2 separate regions of the Cricetulus griseus genome follow, and region 2 is linked to region 1. The links are chromatin contacts, called in public Micro-C maps. All regions are on one chromosome and are shown on one strand. Each heading gives the region's core, a stretch centred on a gene start, on an enhancer-like site or on the middle of the called end of the contact. The rest is flanking DNA. Distances are from core to core; before and after follow the strand shown.

What was found. A called contact is a pair of places that touch in the nucleus more often than the background predicts.
Region 2: a contact with region 1 is called in a Micro-C map of the CHO-K1 cell line, with 2.3 times the contacts expected there. The contact joins the promoter of Morn3 here to the enhancer-like site in region 1. A contact is called at or near these places in 2 of 8 Hi-C or Micro-C datasets (the CHO-K1 cell line and liver).

What each region holds. Positions count from the first base shown.
Region 1 is chr4:102,770,289-102,776,970 of CriGri-PICRH-1.0, forward strand. The region is part of intron 4 of Kdm2b (lysine-specific demethylase 2B); the gene reads right to left. Among named protein-coding and RNA genes, the nearest start is that of Kdm2b, 19 kb to the right of the region's middle. Within about 2 kb of position 1,998, at least 1 of the 6 cell types and tissues checked has open chromatin away from gene starts, as enhancers often do. A contact at or near this core is called in the CHO-K1 cell line, where this site is marked.
Region 2 is chr4:102,846,517-102,853,479 of CriGri-PICRH-1.0, forward strand. Morn3 (MORN repeat-containing protein 3) reads right to left here and starts at 2,000. Exons shown (of 5, transcript XM_035444183.1): 1 at 1,856-2,000. The coding sequence starts at 2,000.

The DNA of each region.
Region 1 (6,682 bases), core at 748-3,247:
ACATTAAACAACTTTTTTCCCTGTGCTGGAAGATGGCTCAGTTGGTAAAGTTCTTGCAAGCATGAAAGCCTGAGTTCAGAGCTAGAACCCACACAGGGAAGAAAACAAAACAAAACAAAAAGCCAGGCATGACAGCCACACAGTGGCTTACAACCATCTAACAATCCTCTTCAGACCACAGGCACCACATACATGGTACACATACATACATGCAGTGAAAACTCATGCACATAAAAAAAAAAAAAAATGATAACAGATAATAAGCCCAGTATAGTGGTTCCTGCTTGTAATCTTAGATCCTAGTAGTGTGAGGGTAGAGACAGGCAAATTACTAGGACTAAATGACTGGCCAACCTTATCTACTTGACAAATTCCAGCAAATGAGAAACCCTATCTCAAAACAAAACAAAAACAAACGAACAAACAAAAAACCAACTGAGCTGGAGAGATGGCTCAGAGGTTAAGAGCACTGACTGCTCTTCCAGAGGTCCTGAGTTCAATTCCCAGCAACCACATGGTGGCTCACAACCATCTGTTATGAGATCTGGTGCCCTCTTCTGGTGTGCAGATATACATGGAAGCAGAATGTTGTATACATAATAAATAAAATCTTAAAAAAAAAAAAAAAAAAAAAAAGGAAGAAAACCCAGGGTGATCCTCTAGCCTCCACACACAATTCAAAACAAAGCACATATACAGATATAGAGGCACGCTCGCAAACACACACACACACACACACACACACACACACACACACACACAAAATCTGATCTGCAAGGCATAGTAGCTCACTTACGTAATCTCTACACTCAGGAGATTAAGGTAGGAAGATCGACACAAGTTCATGTCGGCTCAGGCTATAGAGCAAGACCCTGTATCAACAACAACAATCATAATAAAAGTAAAAAGAACAAGAAAAACAATAAATCAAACAAACAAAAATCCCAGCTGTAGCCGGGCAGTAGTGGTGCATGCCTTTAACCCCAGCATTCGGGAGGCAGAGGCAGGCAGATCTCTGTGAGTTAGAGGCCAGCCTGGTCTACAGAGTGAGTTCCAGGACAACCAGAACAACAAAGAGAAACCCTGTCTCAAGAAACAAAACAAAACAACAACAAAAATTCCAGCTGTACTTATTAGTTCTGTGGCTTCCAGGACTTATCAAACTCAAGACTTGCTGGGTATTTGTTCATAAAAATGAAGGCCCCTGATATTAATAGTGTAATACTATTGTCCTTGTCGGGGAGTGGTGACTCACGCCTTTAATCCCAGCACTCCGGAAGCAGAGGCACTCTGTGAGTTCAAGGCCAGCCTGGTCTTCAAAGAGAGTTTCAAGACAGTCTCCAAACCTACAGAGAAACCCTCTCTCTTATATAGCATCCAAGTCTGTTCAAAGAAAAGTTCTCCTTTTAACCACTAGTTTCACAGGCAATCACATGTTGTTGTTGTGTGTGTGCATTTATTTACTGGTGGAGCACACAAGATGACACTCATGTGTTAAGTCAGACCACAGTTGCAGTTCTCTCCTCACACCTTCTGGGTCCCAGAAATAGAACTCACAGTGTTGGCTTGGCGGCAGGTGCCTTTATCCCCTTAGCCATTGTTTCTTACCAGGAGCCACTAAGCCCAACCTGGGCTCTTTAATTCTGTGAAGGAGACAAAAAGATTGAGTCCCTAACCTCTTCCCATCCCAAGTGTCATGAGACACCTTGGAATACACCCAGGACACCTCTGGGCACCTGGGACAGTGCCAAGAGCCTTGGATAAGGTTATAGTCACATCAAATCGAAAAAACCCTACTCTAGGGCCCAGCTCCTGCCAGGGAAGGGCAGTAAGAAGTTGACTTTAACTTTGTTCCTTTACTAAAGAACTCTTTCTTCAAGAAGTATATGAGTCAGATCCATAAATTAAAAACAAACACCCCAGGTTTGTGTGGGACAAGGAAGACAGAGTCAGCACTTAAACCAAATTCCTGGGATTTCCCTCTGAAAACCACTAAGTCATCTGTGTAGGACTCTTTTAGGGCTGACACCTTACATTCAGCCTTCATGACTCAGCTCATTTCCCATCACTGTGACTAAGGGAAGTTGGAGTACACTAGGGGTAAAGAGGCTTGAGGGACCACTGGGAACAAGACAGCAATTAACTATTTTCCCAGGTTCACACTCAGATCTGGCACAATAGTTGAAGAACTGGGTCTCCAAGAAAAAGCCTCAGGGCTAGAAAGGGCAGTACCCCAAAGAGACAGAAAAGGCAGCTCAGTCACAAGTTAGTACCAGGTGACAAGGACAGGCTGCTACTGGAACCCAAGGACGACAGATCCACTTTATAGAACTGACCTCGGGTTCCCAAGTCAATGGATCCCAGGGGAATTTACCCACCTCAAACAATGCCCGGGGATCCTAAGTGGTCTAGCAATGCCAAGCTCTCCTTCCTATACCACGCTCTCCTACCTTTGCCCTCTCTCCCCTCCTCTGGGTATCATTGGCTCTCTGGGCTCACAGACTACACATGAATCCAACAGACTGCAGTGGCAGAAATAAATCCGTAGCCCAGTGGCCCCTGAGCTGAAGGCTCCATCAGTCAGCTCTGAGAGTCATGGGCTGACAGCCAGGAAGAGGCTGGTCAAAGTCACCTTGAAGCTAACAGGAAGCATACACACAAGCAATGACCCCAAATTCCCTGTGAGCCCCAGTCTTTAGAAGGGATGCAGATATGTTCCACATCACAGCTCAGAAACACCATTAATCACCAGAAGGCTTCAGAGCTGGATTTTATGCTGCCCCTAGAAGTCCCACATGGATAACATTTATCAGATGGGACATTAAGTGCAGGTTCGTACCCTCCCCTGTTTCAGTTTCCAACAGTGAGGCCTCAGGTTCCTCATCTGTAAAAGGGAAAGACTAGGAGCACCCCTCCTTCCCTGACAGAATTATCAACGGCATGTGCTAAGCCCAATAGTGGGGGCCCCACGAAGACTCTGTTCCAAACAGAAGGAAAGGAGAGCCAGGCCAGGGAGACACTGTAACTTGAGACAGGCCTCCCCAGATATGAAATGTGTGAAGTAAGATGGATGCAAAGACTGAATATCTTCTGGACACTCATCTTGACACCCGCAAATGACCTCCAGGGCTGTTCCCTGCCTCCAAGATTCTGCTTTCAAGAACAACAGACATAAGACCTAAATCCTAGGCAGGCCAGATGGCTCAGGGGTAAAGGAACTTGTTGCCAAACCATACAGTCTGAGTTCGATCCTTGGAACCCATATGATAGAAAGAACTGACTTGAGAAAACTGGCCTCTGACAACACCCATACACATACAAAATAAACTTTAAAGTGTTAAAAAAAATGGAAAAAAAAAACGACACAAACAAACAAACAAACCTGATCTAAATCTAATTTCCTGGCAAGGAAATCAGAGAAGTTACTCAAGCTAGTGACAAGGAAGCCTTTTGGATAACGGAGGCTGAGAGCCATCCGTAACACTTGTACAGAGGTTATGAAAACACCTTATGACAGTAATCTCAGCAGTTCAGAACTTGGGGCAAGAGGACTGCCACAAATTCAAGGCTATCCTTGGCTATGAGACCCTGTATCAAAAGGCAAAAAACAAACAAGCAACAAAAAAAAATCTTCTGTGTTCACACAGATATGCACACAATCGTGGCTCTTCCTCTCAATGGTTACTTGATCAGGGACAAACAATTGTGAAAACTCAGGTTTGTTTGTTTGTTTTTTTCTTTAGTTTTATTATGATAGGGTTTATATATAGGGAGTAATCACTCTTACCACTGAGGTATAACCACCAGTTTTGACTTTTATAAAACGCACACAAGGAGAGGTATAGCTCAGTGATAGAATGCTTGCCCAGCAAGTCTGAGGCACTGGGTTCAATTACCAAAACCAGGAAAAAGAAGATAGGGGAAGCCCTCGGCTCACACTATCTCTCTGACAGTGCCCAACTTATGGTCACTAAAGATGATTTTTTTTTTCTTTATGACAGTGTAAAAGAAAAACACATTGGGGGGGGGATACTTTGAATTCTGAGTTTTGACCTATTCTCAGGCAATCCAATACCCACTCAGCCCTGTGATCACGATGCTGAAGGGCTGGTACCCTACAGAGTGCTGTTGCTAGGCAGTGATGTTCAGGAGCAAAGATACTGTAAATGCATTGTAGAGTTATTTTCCTCTTACAGTGCTTTTATCAGTACACGACCCCACCGGACATCAAGAAGCACTTGGGTTTATTATCTAAGGAGCTACCCCTAAAAGACAGCGATTCAGGCTGGGAAAAAACAGTAGGAGGCTACATGTAGTTTCCCTGGAATCTGACTATGATTAGGGATTTAACTTCATAACAAATCTGTGAGATGGATGAAGATACAAGGGATGGAATCTGAAACCCCAACTTTTCTTGGGAGTCCTGAGTCTGAGTGCTCCTGCCTTCAGGCCCTCCCCGCCCATCATTTCTGTCCTTCTCAACAGCTGAGACCCTCCACAACTGCTCGTCCTATCTCGGCTTCTGTCTTGAGCTCAAATTTAATGGAGCTAGAACCAAACAAAACCTACACCCATAACTGAGTCACTTTTCCTCTGAGATCAAACAAAAGCCATTGTCTTCCACGCGCCGAAATTCAAGCCCACATCTGAAGCAGATGGCCACAGACCATCTGAGCAACTTAATGGGCAGAGAGCCAGTCCTCGTTTCTCATTTATGAACTGTGAAAGCAGGACTATAGGCAGGCTCACGACCTCTTCCCAGATTAAAACAGGAAAAAGATGGTGCTGGCAGAGGTAAAGCATTTGCCTAGTATCTTAGATTTCATCCTCAGCATATCAGATAATGAATTAATTAACAAATAGACAAATAGAAAGGAGCTAAACTAAAAAATTCTTAATACATTTATCAATGTGTGTGTGTGTGTGTGTGTGTGTGTGTGTGTGTGCGCGCGCGCGCGCACATGCGTGAGCACATGCACATGTGTCCACACCAAGTGGGTCCTGGGGATTGAACTCTGGCAGTTAAGTGCCTTTTACCCATCTTACCAAAGTACAATTTTAAACAAAGTTTGAAAGGCCACAAACAATCATGGTGCACGAGATGACAATTCCTGCAATCAAGAAACTAAAGTCAACAGAACTGAGAATTTGAGGCCAGCCTGGGATGGACAGTGCGACCTCTATCAAAAAAGGAAAGAAGTTGGGCTGGAGAGATGGCTCAGTCATTAAAGAAGCTGGTACTGTGGCACTCATCTTTAATCCCAGCACTGAAGGAGAGCCAGACAGGTCTCTGTGAGTTTGAGGCCAGCCTGATCTACAGAGTGACTTCCAAAACAGTAAGGGCTATATAGGGAACCTATCTCAAAAAAACTGAAAAAGGAGGTTAGAGAGATGGCTCAGTTGTTAAGAGCACTGGCTGCTCTTGTTCCAAATGTCCTGAGTTCAATTACCAGCAACCAAATGGTGGCTCACAACGATCTATAATGAGATCTGGTGCCCTCTTCTGGCCTACAGGTATACATGCAGGTAGAACACTGTATACTTAATAAGTAAATAAATAAATCTTAAAAGAAAGAAGAAAAGAAAAGAAGAGAAAGGGGAGGTTGGATAGATAGCTCATTGGTTAAGAAGATCCAAGTTCAATTCCCAGCATCAAATAGAGGCCACAACCCTCTGCATCTCCAATTCTGGAAATCTGATGCCCTCTACTGACCTCCTTGGGCACTGCAAATATGCATACAAATACAAGCAAACTACCCACACACCTAATTAAGAAAGAAAGAAAGAAAGAAAGAAAGAGAGAGAGAGAGAGAGAGAGAGAGAGAGAGAGAGAGAGAGAGAGAGAAAGGGGAAAGGAGGCTAGTGATAACCTATCTTTGATCCCGGCACTCAGGGACAGAGTCAGGCAGATTCTGTGGGTTCTATCCAGCCTGGTCTACATAGTGAATTCCAGGCCAGCCCACATAGTAAGATCATCTTTAAAAAAGCCTGGCGTTGGTGGTGCACACCTTTAATCCCAGAACTCAGGAGGCAGAGACAGGTGGCTCTCTGTGAGTTCAAGGCCAGCCTGGTCTACAGAGTTCCAGGACAGCCTCCAAAACTACAAAGAGAAACCCATCAAAAAAAAAAAAAAAAAAAAGGGGGGGGGGAGGAAAAAAAAATGAAAACAAGGAGCCACTCCCTGGTAGTTTAGTGGTTAAGATTTGGTGCTCTCACTGCCTTGGCCCGGGTTTGATTCCTGGTCAGGGAAGTGTGTTGTCTTTTGGGGGGGAGGGCCCTGCCCTAGATGATATGACAGACTTGGCAATCCCCCATGGTGGGCCTCACTCTCCCTGGGTAGTGGAGGGGGGATGGGGTGTGGGATTGGGGGGGAGGAAGAGGGGAGAGAGAGAGGGAGCTGGGATTGACATGTGAATCAGACTTGCTTCTAATTTAAATAAAAATAAATTTAAGGGCTGGCGATATGGCTCAGAGGTTAAGAGCACTGACTGTTCTTCCTATGGTCCTGAGTTCAATTCCCAGCAACCCCATGTGGCTCATAGCCATCCATTATGAGATCTGGTACCCTCTTCTGGTGTGCAGATATACATGGAAGCAGAGTGTTGTATACATAATAAATAAATAAAATCTTTTAAAAAAGTTCAAAAAATTAATTAATTAATAAAAAAAGAAAGAGGCAAGA
Region 2 (6,963 bases), core at 750-3,249, 76 kb after region 1:
TTTTCTGCCCTTCTTTGTTTTGTTGGTTTCATTTTTGAGACAGGATTTCTTTATGCAGTCCCAGATGGCCTGGAACTTTCTATGTAGACCAGTCTGGCCTTGAACTCTAAGAGATCAACCTGCCTCTGTCTCTGAAGTGTTGGGAGTAAAAGTATGAGCCACCACAACTGGCCACTACTCTCTTTTTCTTCCTTCCTTCCTTCCCCTCCTCCTCCTTCTTCTTCTGTTTTTTAACTTAATTTCCTTTTGAGATAGGGTCTCTTATAGCTCAAGCTGGCCTTGAATTCACTATGTAGCTGAAGCTGGACTTGAATTCCTGATTTTTCTGCATTGTCTTCCAAGTGCTTGGGACTACAGGAATGCACCATCACACCTGGCTCCCCGCACTCCTCCCCCAACACACACACACACACACACACACACACACTTTGTTTCGTTTGAGAGAGGATCATAGCTCATAGCCCAGCCTTGATCTTCCTAACTCAGCCTCCTGAGCCAATAACTGGAATAATAAAACCACATTAGTCCTGGCTCACTTTCTCCCACTGCCCTCTCTGCTCCAGCTTCACTGACTCTGGTCTGTTCCTCAATCGAGCTATACCGATCTACCTAGTTCTAATTCTACTGCTTACAGTCTGAATCTTAGACAAAATGCCCCTTAGCCTGGTCACTGCAGCCTTGTACCTTCCATCCAGCTCAAACATCACCTTTCCCCTACTGCTTTGTCTCTACTCCATCCCCTTCTCTCTGGTACCCTTTTATCCTAATGCAACCTCTGGAGTAGTTACTTCCTCCTCTGGACCTCAGTTGCCTCATACGGGAAATGTGAGGGTAATCGATCCTGTAGATTCTCTACAAGCGCCCTTACTGAGTCATCTTGCTGCCCCTCATCTCTTATCTTCATAAATGATATTGTTTCCACTTAAGATCTGTGAGGAAACAGGCTCGGAGTATGGTAATGACTACTTCAAGACAGTGGCTGGTAGAACTGGGATTCTAACAATGCAAGCTCATGGAGATAACCCAGGAAGGCAGAAGAGGGAGGTTAAGTCTGGAATTGCAAGAATGGAATGAGAGACTGTCAGTCTTTGAATAAGTATCCCTCATCCCTCCACCCCCATTACCGCCCCCCCCCACCTTTGCACTGTATTACCAGAACCCCCTTCGCCCCCTGCTGGTCGGGCCTGAGCCCAGGCACAGAGGAGTAATCATGGAAGCTGTTATTCCTGGGGGTAGGACTGGTCCTTCCTGTGTCCTGAGGCCCACAGGTTATGCTCCACCATCTGCAGAGCATCAAGGCTGAGTCTGAAGCCCAGAGCCCCTATTGCAAGCCAGTTTCTTATCATTTTGACCTTTTCTTCTGTCAATCAACCCCAGGCTCAGCCAGCCTCTCAGAAGGCAGTGAGGGACCCAGCTTGATCCCCCAGTGCCAGCTTTGGGCTGGTTTCTGAAGCCCCCTATCCTGTCATTGTCTCTAGACTATTGCCTAGCTGAAGTCATGGCTGAGATGGGCTTCAGAGCCAAAGCATGGGAAGGCCCCTTGCTGGTCGAGATGGCCATTCATCCCCTAAGGAGGCTTGGGAACACCACTTAGGTCCCTGATGAACTCTATACACTGCTTTTTGTTTTTGTGGTTTGTTTGCTTGTTTCAGACAGGGTTTCTTTGTGTAGTCCTGGCTGTCCTGGAACTCACTCTGCAAACTAGGCTGACCTTGAACTCACAGAGATCCACCTGCTTCTGCCTCCTGGGTGCTGGAATTAAAGGTGTGGGCCACCACTGCCTGTTTGCTTTGTTTCACTTTGCATGGCCCACCCACTCTGACCCCACACTGGCCATTTGACCGCCCCTGCTCACCATGTTTTAGGTTGTCCTTCCATTCGCCCACATAGTGATCGCCATTCACTGCAAACACTTGGTGCCTCATTCCATTCTTCAGGGCTTTCCGGTCCCAGTCCTTCCACAGAGGCTCTGATTTCTTTGGACACTTGTTGACAGGCATGATGGCTGCTTCTGTGGTGTTGGAGGGTGCTGGCGAGAGGTAGGAGCATCAGGGGCTCAGTATATCTGTGTTATCTCTGGGATCCTGGGGCTTCCTGGCGAGGTGCCTGCCTGAGTTCCAGTAGGGCAGGTCATGTGTGTTCTGAGTCCCCAGGGCAGGTGAGCAGCCCTCGTGGGGATCCTTCTGTGCTGGACTGTGTCGTGGGGACTGGACCAGGACAGCCCCCTCTCTTGCATCCTCCTGGGGCCAGTCTATGGGGATGTGATGGCACAATCCCTTTGGAACCCAGGGAGACCAATAGCAACTCAGGGTTTGTGATGATATCAGGGAGAAGCTTCCCCTGGGAAAAATGATGGTCACATACTTAATGACTAGAAGGACCAATCAGAATGGGTTATGATGGAAGAGGAGCCCAGCAGGAAGGATCAGGTGGTGGCAAGTGCTGGGACAACTCCAGGAGAGGCAGAGGGTATTAGGCAGACAGCAGTTGCCTTCCGCACAAACTACAGGAACACCCTGGCCCAGCACCTGCACTGTTACCCCCTTTGGCGCTATGTACCAGGTAGTGGGGACAGATGGAGAAGCTTAGGGTTTGCCTTTCAGCTGGGGCAATCCTACAAATTAAAGAGACTGATTCCAAGTTGATCAACTGTCCCTGACGGAAGGTCTGTCTATACAGTGAGACCTTATCTCAAAATAAACACAAGAGGAAAGTCCCCAGCCTCCTCCCACTTCTGACCCAATCACTCTCCTCAAGCCCCTGGCTAGCTTCTTCTATGGCTCTATCTGCTAGAACCTATAGAGAGACAGTGGGTGGCCCAGGGCCTCCTCCCAGTGTCTGGGAGCCTGCATTTGTGTTCCTCACGTCCCCGGAATCTCCAGAGAGGACATTTATGTCTTTCCATCTGTTTCCATGGAGTTTGCTTAGGGGTGATAAAAAAACAGTCTTGTCTAAATCCTTGGGAACCCTGTCCTCCTCAACAAAAAATACTATAAATCCATAGGTTCTGAGGCTGCACAAATCCACTCCCATGAAACCTTGCACCAGCAGCACACACAGATACTGCCAATCAAAATAACCTCAAGTCTGAGCCAGTTCCAGGAGACCATGGCATCAGCATCCGCCCGCAGGGCCAGCCACAAAAATATGTGCTTCAGTTTGGACACTGTGCCTGCCACCTGTGCAGTTGCACAGCCTGTGACCCCACAGAAGGGACTGTTCTTTGCTCACACTTTGTTGTTACACTGTTTTTAAAAATCTCTTTTTAAAGATTTATTTATTTATCATGTGCACGCCATTTATACAGTGCATGCCAGAAGAGAGCACCAGATCCCATTATAGATGGTTGGGAATTGAACTCAGGATCTCTGGAAGAGCGGCCAGTACTCTTTAACCTCTGAGCCATCTCTCCAGCCCTGTAGCCAGTGTTCTTAACTGCTGAGCCCCTACACAGTCATTTCTCCACATGCCCTTTAATTGCTTCACTGTGTAGAAATCTGGATTCCTGATAGGGCCTCAGATGGGGAGTGGGAGCCTTGAGAGAGGCAGTGGGCAGCCCTCAAGAGGCGGAGACAGATGGATCTCTGTGTGTTCGAGACACACAGAGAACCTGTGTACAGGTTCTAGGACAGTCAGGACTACACAGAAACCCTGTCCTGGGGAGAAGAAGGAAGGAAGGAAGGAAGGAAGGAAGGAAGGAAGGAAGAAGAAAAGAAGGAAGGAAGGAAAGAAGGAAGAAAAAGGGGGCAGTTGTATGCAAGAATTTTGGCACTGGCAGAATCCTGGGGTTACCAATATGCATTTACAATATCTTTATATATTCTTCAAGATGGATCTTGGCAGCACCTTTTCCCTCTGAGAGTACCCTGCCCAGTATCATTCTACCACCATTCTCAGTAGAGATGACAGGTACCATGTCTTTTTTCTGTTTCTCACGGCACATAGTAGGTCCTCAACCAAAGTGACAATGTGTCCTGGGCTCTGCACTAGATTCCCGTAAAGCTATGGTGTCAACAGGTGTTACTGCTACATCTGTGCATCATAGATTCTACTCCCCACCCCACCCCCACAAGACAGGGTTTCTCTGTGTAGCCTTGGCTGTCCTGGAACTCTGTAGACCAGGCTGGCCTTGAACTCACAGAGATCCACCTGCCTCTGCCTCCCCAGTGCTGGGATCAAAGGCGTGCGCCACCACTGCCCTGCATAGATTCCACTGTTGTCCCGCATTTTTCAGAATTCAAGGAGAGGTAGAAGTGGGCTGGAAAGGAAAGACTTCCAAGACTGCACAGGTTGTTTTGTTTCCAAAGAAAAAAAGAGACCAGTGCGGACTGAGAGACAGCACACAGGCAGCGTCTTTTCTGAACCCCAGCCACCCTGTGTCCACCTGGCTCACCTGTAATAGCAGCCTTGGGCTTCACCCTCAGCGGGCAGCTAGGATTGCTTCCAAGTCTGGGACTCTGGAGGTTGTTATGACAACAGCAAAGCAATCCTGCAGTGTCCGCCTCTTCCTGCAGAGGCAGGGTAGCGGTAATTTTGAGGGCAAGGAAAGTCCTATTTGTTCCTAGTCTTGTAGGACAGCTTTGAGTGTCTTTGGGAAGCTCTGGGGAGCATCTCCCAGGAAGCTGTGTGGCATGCATTTTACAGATGCAAGTTCTTGCTTTGCTCACAAGGCTCATCTTATAATGAAGCCTTGAAGACCCTGGAAGACCTGCCTAGCCCCTCCACTTTGCTCTTTGTCCTGCTGTTCCTGGAACACCATGTTCCTGCCTCAGGCATTGGACTCTTCCAGAGCTTCTAGGACAGCTCTCTCTCTCTGCACTAAATGGTGGCTCTTACCTTCCTTTACGTCAGAGCTTTGTTCAAACATCAGCCCCTCGTAGAAAAGTTCTCAGAACCACCCTATTTGAAATTGGAATCTCCTCATGCTTCCTCCCTGTTTATGCTGTTTAAACACTTTGCACCACTACTAACACACCCACCCCACCTGCAACCACCTATAGTTACTGTCCATCTCTAAAGACAAAGTTGCTTTCATGATCAATTTTGTTTCGTTTTGTTAGCTCTGGTTGTCTTGGAACTCACTGTGTAGACCAAGCTGTCCTCACAGAGATCGCCTGCCTCTGCATTCCAAGTGTTGGTATCAAAGGTGTGCGCAACTACACTTGGCTGTCATTCTCACTTTTATCTTGTGAAAAAAAAATAGAAACAAACAGCAACAATAAAATACTCAACCATGAAAAAAAAAAAAAAAAAAAAAAGATGGTTTAGTGGATAAAGGCACCAAGCTTGGTGACCTGAGTTAGATCCCTAGGACACACGGTGGGAGGACACTCACATGGGAGTGCAAACATGGTAGAAAGAGAGCTGACTCCTGCAGATTGTCTTTGACCTCCATGTTCACACACACATACACACACGCACGCACATACACTCTCACACACAGAGAATACAAATTCCAAACACACAGGAAAACATAGCTGTAACAAATATTGCCACTTCCCCTTCTTGCACTCAATACATGCCGTCATTCTGCCAAATCTGAAAATAGAGAAAGCTTTATAGGTTTTAATTGTTAGAACTCAGAGATCCTGCCTCTGCCTCTGCCTCTGCCTCTGCCTCTGCCTCTGCCTCTGCCTCTGCCTCTGCCTCTGCCTCTGCCTCTGCCTCTGCCTCCGAGTGCTGGGATCAAAGGTGAGTGCCACCAAGTCTTTTTCATTCTACTACCTTCAGCCTTCTTATGCTGTTGGTGAAAAGTGACCTGCTACGTCACTGTGAACTCAACTGCTTCAAAATTGCTATCTCAAGTACTCAGTTGGCCCAGCTAGGTTCTAGAGTCTGCACTGGCTGACAATGGTTCTCCTCATAACCTTCTACTTTTCCCTCAGGCACCCAGCCAGCAGCCACGGCCAGCCTTTAGCCTGGTACAAACTGTCCTTTGGCTGCTGGCCCTGTCCTGAGCCTCCTTACCACCTACTGAGTAGTACCTTCATGACCAGGTGCTCAACCTTTCAGGGTCAGACAACAACCCAACATGCTGCATCTCGCATCCTCACTGTGAGAGGCTGGCACCTTTTTACAGTTTTTCGTTTCATTCTTTTTTTTTTTTCTTTTTTGGTTTTTGATTTTGTTTTTTTGAGACAGGGTTTCTCTGTAGCTTTGGAGCCTGTCCTAGGATGTGTTCTGTAGACTAGACTAGCCTAGAAATCACAGAGATCCACCTGTCTCTGCCTCCTGTGCACCACCACCACCCATCTTTTTTGCAGTTTTAAATAAAATTCAGAGGAAGCCATGTCTGCCTTGCAAAGAAAGATCTGTGCTATGATTTATCTTTATTACAATCTGACCAAAAGGGCAGGTTATAAACAAACATGAGATTGTTCTCCCTATGGGGTCAGAATCTGGGGGCATTTTTTAAAAATTTATTTTTATTTTATGCGTATGAGTGTTTTCCCTTTGTACCATGTGAGTGTAGTGTCTGTAGAAGCCAGAAGAGGGTGTCAGATCCCCTGGAACTGGAGTTACAGACAGTTGTGAGCCACTGTGTGGGTGCGGGGAATGGAACCCTGGTCCTCTGGAAGAGCAGCCAGAGCTCTTAACTAGTGAGTCATTTCCCCAGCCCTGGTAGCATTTCTCACAAGTCCATAAGGAGGTCCGTTGGATTAGCCAGTGTCCATCTTAAAGGTCCGTTGGATTACCAGTCAATGTATCACAGTCTTAAAGGCCCTTTTGTTGTTGTTGCTAAATATTTTTTTTTAATTTTTATTTTATGTGTTCGAGTGTTTTGCCCGCATATGTTAAATGCAGCACATGCCTGCCAACTGCAGAGACCAGAAGAGGGAGCCAGATACTCTGGAACAGTTATACCTGGTTGCAAATCACCATATTGGTGCTAGGAACCAAAGCCCAGTCCTCTGTAAGAAGAGTAGATGCTTGTCACCTCTCAGCCATCTTCCCAGACCTTGA